Linked DNA regions of Mus musculus: region 2 is linked to region 1. A link is a contact called in public Hi-C data. All regions are on one chromosome and are shown on one strand. Each heading gives the region's core, a stretch centred on a gene start, on an enhancer-like site or on the middle of the called end of the contact. The rest is flanking DNA. Distances are from core to core; before and after follow the strand shown. Region 1 overlaps Mtarc2 (mitochondrial amidoxime reducing component 2). Region 2 holds the start of Eprs (glutamyl-prolyl-tRNA synthetase).

Region 1 (6,394 bases), core at 2,756-5,255:
GAGAGTGTGACAAGACAGAGAATACGTGACCAAGCAGAGGGAGGGAGGGAGGGAGGGAGGGAGGGAGGGAGGAAGGGAGGGAGGGAGGGAGGGAGAGAGAGAGAGAGAGAGAGAGAGAGAGAGAGAGAGATCAGCTTCGGTGAGTTTGCAGATCCCTCAGCCCCAGATCCTGTCTCTAACCTGGAAACAGATTCATGTATCAGCATGATCTCCTGCATCCACTTTGTCACGTGTCTGCACGTGACATCATCCAGATGTCAGAGGATCCTGTCTTGGTGTCTTTACAGCACCTTAAGGTCTGTAGCTATACATTTAATATCACACAGTCACATGCTTACATAGAGCTACATAAAGATTATGGTCCCTCTTATTAATTAAAAAGTGATTTAGGAGCTTGGCAGGATGCCCCACGACTGTAATTCCAGACCTTGGGGGATATGGGCACAGATCTGGGAATTCCATGACTCGGGTTATCCCCACAGCCTAGGCTACAGCCTAGGTCCATCTCTTGAAGGTTTGTGACTGATCTACTGAGACCCACTGATAATCCGTACACTCCTTTGTCTGGGCCTCTAGGAGAAATGGGGCATTTGAAGATGCCTACAATCAGATGCAAACAATGGTCCTTAGAAACTGACGTCAACCAGGTGAGGCTTCTAAATAGATGCCCAGAGACATATACGAGGAAGAACTGACCCCTGGTTAGCTGGTGGCTTTGACTCCCTCAGGGCCTGAGAGGGACTTAAGTTTCTAAGGAGGGCAGAGCAAAGGCAGGAAGGAGCACCACCTAGTCTCCCTTCTGCAACTGGCTATGACATCATGATCCACTCTGCATTCAAAGGCAAACTAGCTCCTCCCTTGGGTCTATAGGCATTATTGAGCAAAGCACAATTAGTATCCCAGTACAAACTGGGTCTTCAAAACCAGACACCTCCCACCCAATGTGACCACAGCAACAGTACAGAGGTCTCCACAGATGCCCTGGGTCCCCAGTTACCCTCCAAGAAACTGCTTCTGGTGGAAATAAACACGATGTTCCAAGCAATCCGTTGGCCCAGGAACTACGTAAGCTTTGTAAAAGCCAAGGTCACACCATGTGACAAACGGTGTTCAAACAGTGGAACACCAAAGACAGCACGTGGCAAACCTCCCGCTGGAGGGTGACCAGTACAGCGCCTGTCTGAAAGGCAAAGGGCCCAGGACTGTAAGCGGGCAGGGGTTCTACGCTCCTTTCACCACACGAGGGCGCTGCAGCCACAAGCATGTGAGCCAAAGACAGCTTGGCACCAAGGCTCGCCAACTCCCAATTCCCTTACTCCAAGTGACAATGAGTTCAACATTCCAAGCTATTTGTCTGTGGAATTCTGCACTATGGCTTTCACAGAAAGCCAGCGACCTTGACATGTTCAGTTAGGGTTTTAGCTCAACTAGGTCAAATGTTCCATAGGTCAAGTGCAGGGCTCCTTAGCAGTTTATCTGGCTTCCTACAATCTGTCCTTAACGCCTCCAAATTCTAGCTCTGACTGCGTCCTGTTAATGACTTTATTAGGCACCCATCCTCATCTGATCATTGTTCACATTTTGGTTCAAAAACGCTGATTTGAAAAACGACCACGTTTAAGCTTAAACGCAATGGTTAATTTAGTTTCTAAAGGAAAAAAGTGGGTTTTAAATAACTCAAAATTAAATTCACCATGGAGGAGTTTAATATTCACTAGACATATCAACGCAAAGAAACGCACTATCCAGCAGGATTCCAGGGGCTCCACAAACCAGGAAACCGTTAGAAAAGTCTAGTGCGCCCCCTGCTGGTTTAAAAACCAAGCTGCACTCTTACAAAATCGAGCCCCTAGTCAGAGCGAGGAGGAATTTGAGTGGGAAGAGAGAAAAGGGAAGAGAAATGGTCAAGGAAAAAAGGGGGGTGGGAGACGGGAATGATACTCTGTGTTATGGGCTCCACTCTGTGCAATGACACTGAGAATGTTTTTATTGTTACTATTTTTTAACAGTGTGCCGGTGTTCTGCATGTGTTTATGTGCACGCAGTGCGTGAGGAAGCCCAAAGACAGAATTGCATCCTCAAGCTCTGGGGCTGTAGAGATCTGTGAGCCACCATGCAGGTGCTGGGAACCAGATGTGGGTCCTCTGCAAGAGCAGCCAGTGCGCTAACTGCGGAGCCACCTCTCCAGCCAGCCCATCCTGGGGATTTTCTGTCAGGCTGTGCACGCTTTGTAAATAGGAAAACTAAGACTACACCAGGCTTTCCACCTGATGCAAGACCCTGAGAAAAAGATGACGGAAGAGCTGGGGGCAAGGAGGGGGGTGAATCACACACAAACAGCGTGAGACAGTCATCACAATCCATACAAGTATTTGTTTTAAATGTAGGAAAGTTAAACTAGACCTAATATAGAGAGAGCGTCTTTTGTTGGGGGGGGGGGGTGTTTAGTGCACTGTGTATTCAAATGCTGACTTCTGTACCCAGAGATCTGGTGGCAGTCAGAACTTTGCTACTGTCATTAAAGTATCACCTGATTCAGTATTTTGTAAAACATTATACTCCATCACCATCTGATTGGTTAAAATAAAGAACTGAACAGCCAATAGCTGGGCAAGAGAGGAAAGATGGGACTTCCAAGCCCAGAGAGATTATAACCCAGATGGAGAGGGTCTCCGGTGGGGACCAGGGAAGTTGGCCATCGGGACACAGATGAAGAGAAAAGTGCTGGATAAGACCAAGATGGCAGGTAATGGGCCACGTGGGGGAAGTAGGCTAGGCCTGCACTGTCTGGTTAGAATAGCTCAGAATCTGCCTAGCTATAGTGCCCGAAGCTGTTAACAAATATAAAGGTCTCTGTGTCCCTCGTCAGAGCAGAGGGCACAGAAAAACCCTTACTTTTACTCTCTTGTTCACTTCTTACCTCTCTATAAGCAGACACGTTTATATCCACAGCTAGGACTATATATACATCTCACCATATAAAATATATTATACCTATACATGATCATAATACATAGATTCATTGGCCAGAGAGAAAGCATACATCACGTGACAATGGAAGCCAGCGTGGGGTCTTACCTACCAGCGGTTGGTATTTAAGAACACCACAGAGACCAGGGGAACATCAGAGAGAGAAGCAATACCAGCTGGGCTGAGCTTGTACCTGTGCTGGGGACGGACCATGAGGCCCACCTGTGACCCAGTTCAGGTTCTCCAGGGTACAGGCAGGGAGGGTGCTCCACCGTGGAATTACCCACCCAGCCGGGATACGGCACGTCAAAATTACATCCATAAAATAAAAGACATAACTCTTATCTGCAAAAGTGTCTTTAATGGACCATTCTAAAAGCTCCCTGTGTCCCTGGTTTCTGACTCTGTGGAACTGTATAAATAAACACATACAGATTTTAAAGAAGTCCTTGAAGCCAGTGGACAAGCATGGCCATCAGAGACAAAGGTCTAGAAATGAGGATTTGCCCCAGCGCTACCTTCTCCCTGTTAGAATGGGCAGGGCTGCTGCGGTCAAGGTCGCCCCAGCACTGAGTGGTGGGGCCGGGACTCAGCACAGCTGCCTGGCTTTAGGAAAGCCTCCCACCCGAGTGCTTACCAGGGCTGACCCTGCTACTGGCACTGAGGCTGGACCTCAGTAGATAGAATCCAGGATGCGTCCAGCCGGGGTTTGCTTACCAGAACCTCACAAAAGGCGTGCCTGCAATCCTGAACACTACCGGGTTAGCCTCAGCTCCGCGGGGAGTCTGAAGCTCAACAAACAAAACACAGCCCCTCCCTCGTGACAGAGAACGCGCTGAGCCCCATCCCACGTGACAGGGGACGCACTGAGATTCTTCCACAGTTGTCTCCCCCAGCTCTTGGAAAACAAGTAGAGGGAGGACTTACATAAGGAAGGCGCCCTATTAAAACATCTCACGCTCAGCTCAGGACAGTGAGCAAAGTCCAGGGAACACGGAGCACCTCGCTTGCCAGCAGCAGAGATAAGCATCAAACACCGGCCTTGTTTTAAAACCTCATCACAGTGTTGCAGAAATCTAACGCGCCGCACTGGCCCAAGCCTTTTAAGACTGGCTTCATCCTCTAACTCCCCACGGGGAAAGTCCACGACACTCGGCACCACAAGCTGCAAATGTCCCACAATGCACCCGTCCTCTACTGCCCCACATTCACAATAAACGATGCCCGGACTTCTGCATCATGCTAAGGCTTGATGTTTTTATTAGTTGAGGATTAAATATGTATGTGTTATATGTATGCATTAATAATTGAAAGGGTTTTGACGGCAGGAGGCAGACGGGTCAGCGGATCTATGCCTTCATCCTGGGCTTCCTCGCTTAACGTGGACTAAATCAGCAATGGCTCACTGTTTCACAGTAATGAGTTTGTTAAAAAGATGCATGGCTATAGAATTTTCTAGAAAAATAAGAACGTCATATCTTATTTAGTATTTCTGGAAGCCCATCACAACCCAGAAATGTAACAGCTAAATGGCTTTCTTTAAAAAAAAGAATTTTTTAAAAAGACTACACAGCCAAATGTCGCCAGAAAAGGGCTATGCTTATTTTAGCCTTAGTTTAAGTTTGACAAGTTACTGAAAAGCAAGAATGCTACAGCCAGTAGACATGACATCATCTTCTCTTCTTCCCTTAGCTCACGGTCCTAAAGCAAAATCAGTACCAAAACAATGTCTTAGGAGACAAATAAAAAATATTTTATTTTCTACCTTAGTTAGCATTTACTGTCACCTTGACATAGGTCCTAAAGCAAAATTAGTACCAAAACAATGTCTTAGGAGACAAATAAAAAATATTTTATTTTCTACCTTAGTTAGCATTTACTGTCACCTTGACATAGCCTTGAGTCTCAATTGAGAGACTGTAAAAATCAGATTGGCCTGTAGACACACCTGTGGAGGACTGTCTTGTTAGCAACTGAGGTAGGAGGGCCCAGCCCACTGTGGGAAGCACCATTCCCTAGACAGGTAGACCTGGGCTATACAAGGTTAACAGAGCATAAGCCAGAAAGTGAGCAAGCCAGCCAGCAGCGTTTCTCCCTGCTTCCTGTTTCAAGTTCTTACTGAGTTCCTGCCTTGACCCCTCTCAAAGAGGGACCGTCACTTGAAAGTGTGACCCTTTCCTGCTCCCAGGTGCTTTCAGTCAGGGGTTTTTATTACAGCAAGAGAGACTAAACTGGAACACTGCTTGAAGTAAAACTCCCCCCCCAAAAAACAACAGGCAAATTTCAAGGGACCAACAGTAGAACTTTTACTTCACGAGATAATTTCTAGGTCAGTTTAGTCAACTTTAGTCATAAAGGGGAGTCTATTTCAGCAGTCCTGGGACTTGAACCTGAGGCCTGCTGTGTGTCAGGTAAGTGTTCTTGCTGCTTGAGCTGCCTCCCCAGACCTCTTTTCATTTTTAATTTTCTCTAATTTATTTCTCTAATTTCTCTTATTTATTTTTATTTTATGAGTATGTGTGAGTGACTGTCTGTATGAATGTGTGTCATATTCATGCCTGGTGCCTAGAGAGGCCAGAATTGGGGTTCAGGGAGGCTCAGAGGCACCGTGTGAGAACTGAGAACCAAACTCAGCTGCTTCGCTATAGCAACAAGTACTCTTAGCCCAAGAGCCATTTCTCCAGGCCCTCATTTTAAATTCTGAGTCAGGGTCTCACACTTCAGCCTAGGTAGGCCTGGAACTCACTCTGTAGACCAGGCTGACCTTGAACTTGAGGGCCCCTGCCTCCCTCCCAAGGGACAGGCCTGTGCTACCAGGCCCAGCTAATAATGTGCGTTCCTAACACGGAGTGCCAGACTCCTCAATATTTAACAAGTGTTTTAAGAATCACTCCTTCATCATAAACACTCGAACAGGCAATGGGGAATCTCAGGCAGGGAGAACACGCAGGGGGGCCAGGAATCAAATGTAACTTCAGGCTCAGGCCCCTTTTGCATCAGACCTTTCAAAGACCTGCACACAATTTTGGTCTTGTTTTTCTTAAAGTGTCCCCGCCACAGACACACACACACACTGTAGATACCTTGGGTCCCATCTAACCTAGGTTTAACCTTTCGAGAAAGAGAGGGCTGACCGGCTAGGTAGACTGGGGTTCCTCTCCAGTAACCCCTCTTTCTTCTTCCCTCCATCCCCTCCTCCTGTGGCTTTCCAGGCTCCTCTGACTAGAGAGTGGCTTGTGAGGCCTGTGAGCCATTGTCAGCACAGCTGTGGAACCATCTGGCTGCTGCTGTGGGTTTCAGGTAAGACCTGCTGATGCTTTGAGAAGAGACCCCCCCCTGATGATCCTTCCTCCTGCCGACTGCCCTGCCAGGTGCTCTCCCGAGCAGGGAGACAGGTTACCGCACATTCTAGCACTTAGTGCAA
Region 2 (6,012 bases), core at 1,587-4,086, 540 kb after region 1:
GTTTTCATTTATTTTCTTTCTTGCTGGCATACAGTTCTATGAACAGTGAGATAAACTGAGTTTTTAGAAATGGGGGGGGGGCACTGTGGGGATGGCTCAGTGATAAAGAAGACTTCCTGGTTTGCTGAGATCTCGAGTTCACTTCCCAGCACACACCAGGTGATTCACATCCACCTATAACTCCAGCTCCAGGAGGTTGGATGCCCTCATATACCTCCAGGGTTACACACAGAAAAATAAACAAATTTAAAAGTTGTTTTTTTATTTTAAATTATGTATGTGTGGTTTGTATGTGTGAGGCCAATGCCCTGGAGGCCTGAAGAGGGTGCTGGAGTTAGAGATGGTGGTGAGCTGCCTGTGGTAACCCTGGTAACAGCAAGTGCTCTTTTTATTTATGTTTGTTGGTATTTTGCCAGCATGTATATCTGTGCACATGTATGTGCATGTATATCTGTGCACATGTATGTGCATCTAATGCCTGCAGGGGCCAGAGAAGGTATGGGATTCTTTCCTAGTTTTATGTCAACTTAACAGAAGCTAGAATCATTTTGGAAAAGGAATGTTTCCACCAGATTGGCCTGTGGTGCATTTTCTTGACTGATGATTGACGTGGGAGGGCCCAGCTCTGTATTCAGTGACATTCCTGAGATGGTGGTCCTGGGTACTATAAGAAAACAGGCTGAGCCAGCCCTGAAGAGCAACCCAGTAAATAGCGCCCCTCCATGGCTTCTATATCAGGTTCCTGCCTCCAGGTTCCTGCTTGAATCCCTGCTCCTACTCAGCTGCAGTGATGGACTGTTATCTGGAAGTGTGAGATAAAATAAGCCTGCCCCCATCCCAAGTTGCTTTTGGCCATAGTGTTTTATGAGAGCAACAGAATTTCTAACTAAGACACCCTGCAATCTGAGTTATATATGTTTGTGAGCCACCATGTAGGTTCCAGGAATTAAACCAGAATCCTCTGTGAGAGCAGCCACTGTTCTTAACTGCTGAGACACTCCTTATCCCCACCCCCTAAGTAAACATTTTAAAGTAGCTCAGTGGTGATTTCCCCAGCATGCATCAGGGCTTCGGATACAGGATTGGGGAAACGCCTCATTTTTGTGACATAACCCATTTTCTGCAGTTTGTTTGTTTGGTTTTTTTGGTTGGTTGGGTTTTTTTTTTTTTTTTTTTTTTTTTTTTTTTTTTTTTTTTTTTTGTAAATAGAGTTCTTTAGTTATTTCAGGTCAATCCTTGTGATAGATAGGTAGATATAGAGATTCTGCCTCAGACGATCAAACCAACAAATAAGTATAGTAATGGTTAAAAGACAAGAACTTCAAGAAAGACTTCAGGACTCAGTGTTTAGTATCTTAAGAGTAGAACACTTGCAGAGCCTTGGCTAGATTGCTCAGATGCAAAACCAAAAGCACACTGCTGCCCTAATATTTGTCCTGTTTCCGGGTGTATAAGTAGGCATCTTTCAGGGGGGTTTCTAATCCAAATTCTCTGTGATGCATGTGTTTGCCCAGGGCATTTTCCAAAAGTTCAAGTTCAAGGTGCAGGCGAGATTTCAGAAGCAGTACATATTTACCCTTACCTTCCAATAGCCTCAGGAATGTGCCAATGTTTTCATGTAACTATAGGGTAGCTATTTCTTTGGGTCCCTGCCTCTGAACCAGCATTTATACACAGCCATTTTGCAGCCGGCAAGGTACTTCTATTACAAAGGAATGAAAGAAGGCACCAGCCAGTGCACTTAATGCCATTTTGTTTCTTCTCTGACTCAATCCCCTACCCCCAGTCATACTCTTCTCTAATTACCTTGGATTCCAGAAATGACAAGACAAGTCTATCATGAAGACCTCCTCAGAGGCAGCCACTATGATTCAAAGTTGGAGTTTACTATGTGATTTTTTTTTTTTTTAAAGCATGGGAGTTGACAGGTGCTCCAAAGAGGACGCATACCACAGTCACACTTCATGGTCTTAGCAAGAACACTGAAGTTATTATTTTTAAAGGTTATTAAGGAATTTGGTCATGGGCTGTTCCTGAATTGTTCTTTTGTTTCCACTGTGAACACAAGTTAACTGTTGTGAGGTTCGCAGACCATCCTTAAGCTCACATACGCGTAGGCCTCCAGCCTGAATTATTATTATTGGTTTTTTGAGACAGGGTTTCTCTGTATAGCCTGAATTATTATTAACCCTCTCATTTGAAGATGCTTCTCTCTAAAACAGACAAACAAAACCCCCAAACATTGTCAATATTGGCAGGCTTCACTACAGATAGTAACATCTGGAAATCTTGATTCTCAGGGCCAGGAGGCCCAGCAAGCAGGTCCTTTTTCTCTTTGTCCCCATAGTTTTCTGTATTTCTAGCTTGCCTCCTAGATGCTGGGACGTGCACCACACCAAACAATCCTGAAAATATTTCCTTTTAGAGAAGACTGAAGGGAAGCTCCCTTATACCCAGTGTAGCTCGTCGACTTTGTGCATGGATGTGCCACTGCCCCAGAATGGACTAGTCTATCGTCCGCCTGCTTCCCTCACTTTCCGATGGGTCTTAACGGCTGTTCCTTTTCCACAACGGAGTGGCACCTCACGGGTGCCCAGTCCTGCTGCCAAGAGGCAACTGGAGCGTGCGGTTAAGGTGGAGGCGACGCACGGCGATTACGTTCAATAGCGTTCGCCAGACGTCAGTATCCGCGGGCCGGGGACGGGAGAGAGGCTGAAATGTCGTGGGCGCGCAGCGATGACGCACAGAGTAGCCTGCCTTGACCTCTCTGCAGTCGTGGCGCGTGGAGTGGGGCGGAGCGAAGGCTGCCTTGGCGGGCGCATATTTATGACGTGTCGTAGCGTGCGCACCGACTCCGGCGGTGGCGGCCCGTGGGGAGGAGTCAGGGCTGCGGTGCCTTCGGTCGCGCGCACACGTTGCATCTCCTTGCTTCCACCTGAACCCTCGCCGCCAGGAAGGCAGCCCGACGAGTAGACCGCAGCTCCTGGGAGATGGCGGCGCTGTGCCTCACGGTGAACGCCGGAAACCCTCCGCTGGGTAAGGGCGCCGCCGACCCGCGCGGGTTGCATCAGCGCGTGGGTGCGGGGCTGGTGCCGCGGCGGTCACGCCGAACGAGCCTCCCGCCCCGGGACGGACGGGCCTGTTCTGCTCTGCGGGGAACCCAGCCCCGCGTGGCCCCGGCCTCTGTCCGCTCGGGGCGCCGTCTCCCGAGGCCCGCTGTCCCGGGAGTGGGGGGACAGGACCAGAGCCCCGCGGGGAGACACGAGACTATGGCTGCGACTCTGCCAGGGTCCCAAGTGGCTTTTGAAGTGGAATTAAAACCCCAACTGTCTGTCCGGCCCGTCCTTTTAATGCGATCTAGGAACCTCCCGCCCCTTCCCCACCTCTCAGGAGATCTGAATTCACTTGCCCCACTTTCCCTTCGGTTGTCGAGTTAAAGGGAGCAAGGTAGACTTTTCTGTCAGCACTTGGAATTTTTACTGAGGCTGCGTTGGCTTGTGGTCGAAGGCTGTAATTACGGAAAGCCGTAGGAACGCTGCGGACTAATGCTACTGGCTGTTTTACTACACACCCCGTGGACGTAGTCCAGGCTCGAGTAAACGTCATCCTACGTTCCATTCGAAATTGATTTTTCAAAGTGGCTAACGCTATTGCTAGCTAGTTTAAAATTTCTGTCTTTTCATTACTTTGGGAAACAACCCAAAAATTTTATCATGTAGACTTGGAAGTACTTTTTCTAATACTCAAAAAGTCAGCCCCTTGAATACAATTGGCCATGTGGGGCTGATGAAATTTCTTGCAACCTCAACTTTGACAGCAGTCTGCGCCTATTGGAGTGAAAAGACATTTATTTATGTATTAATGCGCTGGGAAACAGCTCAGGGAGCTTTGCATTGTAGGCAAGCACTTGACTGTTGAGCCACACTCACCAGCCCTAAAAATAGACTGTAGCAATCGCTTGAAATGTTCTAAAATGATAACATTTTAGCATGTTAGTTCCAGTCTCTGTATGCTAACCTCACAACAAATCCATGAGCCCTGAAAGAAGTAGATGTGATTCTTGGTTTGAAACGGCACTAGGTAGATGATGCTGACCTCGTGGCTAATCCTGGAGGCCTGAGTTCTGCCCGCTGCGGAGTGCAGTTGAGATTCCTTGATTTGTTCTGTAAGGAAGAAGGAAACCTTTCCAGCGCTGGTTGCCAGAATTTAGTGAGACTACAGGAAGAGTTTTTTCACATTTTAGCTGTTCAGTGCATAGCTAAACTATAGGTTTGGTTTTTTTTTGTTTTTGTTCCCCCCCCCCCCCCCCGGAGGGGTGGGGTGTGTGTGTGAGGTTTTTTGTGTTTGTAAAAACTGCCTTGAAAAATCACTGCAGGGGACCATGAAGTCTGTATCCTTAAAACTCAGAATCAAATTCTGCTGGTATTCTGGAAAACACTCTTAAATTTGGTTTGCATTTTGAACTCTAAGCCAGTTAGAGAATGTATATTATTTTTCTGCTTGCACCTCTTTCTCTTATTTTAATTTTTTATTGCCTATAGATCAGATATATATTCTCTTTTAAGTAATAAAATTGGATTAAATATTTAGAAAAAACCCATCACATTGTGAGGATTTTATGGCTTTAACATGTCATTTTGTGAGAGTGTGTGTGTGCTAAAACACTTTCAAACTCACACATAGAACTTTCCCCATCCTACTTAAGAACACAGAGCTTATTTGATGCTTCTGCCTCCAGAATACTTCTTCGGTGTCTCCTACAGGCAAGGAATCTCTCCCTGACTTCATCCAGGAAGTATAGGCTGATAGAATTCTGCCTAATGCTCAGTCGTCTTTGTTGTTCTGGGGCTGATTGTTCTAAGTAGTTGCCAGGATCTAGGAGGACCATGCTTTATTTGCCCTTTACTGTCCTTTTTCACGTCTTCTTTCAATGTGGAATGATTTATTAGCTTGGTTTTAATAGCGTTGTCTCCTGAAGATGCCAAACCTCTTACTTATGTATCCCTTAATTGGGTTGTTAAATGTTTCCCAGTGGTTGGCGTCAAGCTGTCCGTCCTGGGCAGGGATGGTGGAATCATTCCTGCTGTACATTGCCAGCCCAGCAGTCGGTGTGTGAATTTGATTTGTCCGTTCTGGTCTTGAACACTTATTGAAGTGCCACCTGCCTGTCATTGTGCTGTCCACCTGCCACTACCCCGGATGTAAAGCTTTCTCTTTCAACCAAAGGCATTTTTAGTTTATTTTTTCATTGATTTATTTATTTGTTCACTTTACAGTCCAATCGAAGTCCCCCTCCCTCCTCTCCTTCTAGTCCCACCCTTACACTGCCTTCCCCAGTCCTCTCTTCCCTTTTCAGAGAATGGAAAGCCCCCTGTGGATCTAGGCCACTGAGGCCAGACAAGACTCCACGCTAGGGTAAAAGGAGGCAATAGAGTCAGAGACAGCCCTGCTCCAGTTGTTAGGAGATCCATATGGAGACCAAGCTGCACATCTGCTGTGTGCATGTTGAGGACAACCAAAGGCATTTTAACTGAAAGAACTTGGGGCCGTGCAAACATTTCTCTCTTCATTGGTTTCGGCTTCCATTGTTGTATCCTGCCTATCTGGGTTATTAAAGAGTGTGACTTTGCAATTTGACATTTCCTTTCATGTGTATCAGCAATTTTCTCATGTTACATTCATAACAAAATGTATGTGAAATACTTCATTTCCTATTTAAAACTAATTTTGAGAATTAGTTGACTTGGAATTTGCATATATCTAAGTTCACCAATGGTAATTGTATGCTTTAATATCCAATGGCAAATATGTATGGACATATGTGATATATAAACCTCCATAACAATAATGCCAAATATTCCCATTACAGAAAATTCTCTCTCTGTCCCTGGCATCTGGTAGCCAGTTACCTGATTTTTGTTGTTTTGTTTTTGCTTTTAGGATTTTGTGTACATTGATTCATACCATATATGTCTTTATATACACAAGATAGTGCTTTGTGATACATCTTGT

Evidence for each region. A called contact is a pair of places that touch in the nucleus more often than the background predicts.
Region 2: a contact with region 1 is called in a Hi-C map of uterus, with 4 times the contacts expected there. The contact joins the promoter of Eprs here to the enhancer-like site in region 1. A contact is called at or near these places in 4 of 39 promoter capture datasets (the 3T3-L1 cell line, hippocampal neurons, liver and 1 more), 1 of 484 Hi-C or Micro-C datasets (uterus) and 1 of 9 other capture datasets (adipose tissue).

Annotation. Positions count from the first base shown.
Region 1 is chr1:184,823,501-184,829,894 of GRCm38.p6, forward strand. All of the region lies in intron 4 of Mtarc2 (mitochondrial amidoxime reducing component 2), which reads right to left. Among named protein-coding and RNA genes, the nearest start is that of Mir1981, 4.2 kb to the left of the region's middle. Within about 2 kb of position 4,006, at least 54 of the 459 cell types and tissues checked have an H3K27ac peak or open chromatin away from gene starts, as enhancers often do. A contact at or near this core is called in adipose tissue and uterus, where this site is marked.
Region 2 is chr1:185,360,208-185,366,219 of GRCm38.p6, forward strand. It overlaps Eprs (glutamyl-prolyl-tRNA synthetase), which reads left to right and starts at 2,837. Exons shown (of 32, transcript NM_029735.2): 1 at 2,837-3,036. The coding sequence starts at 2,991.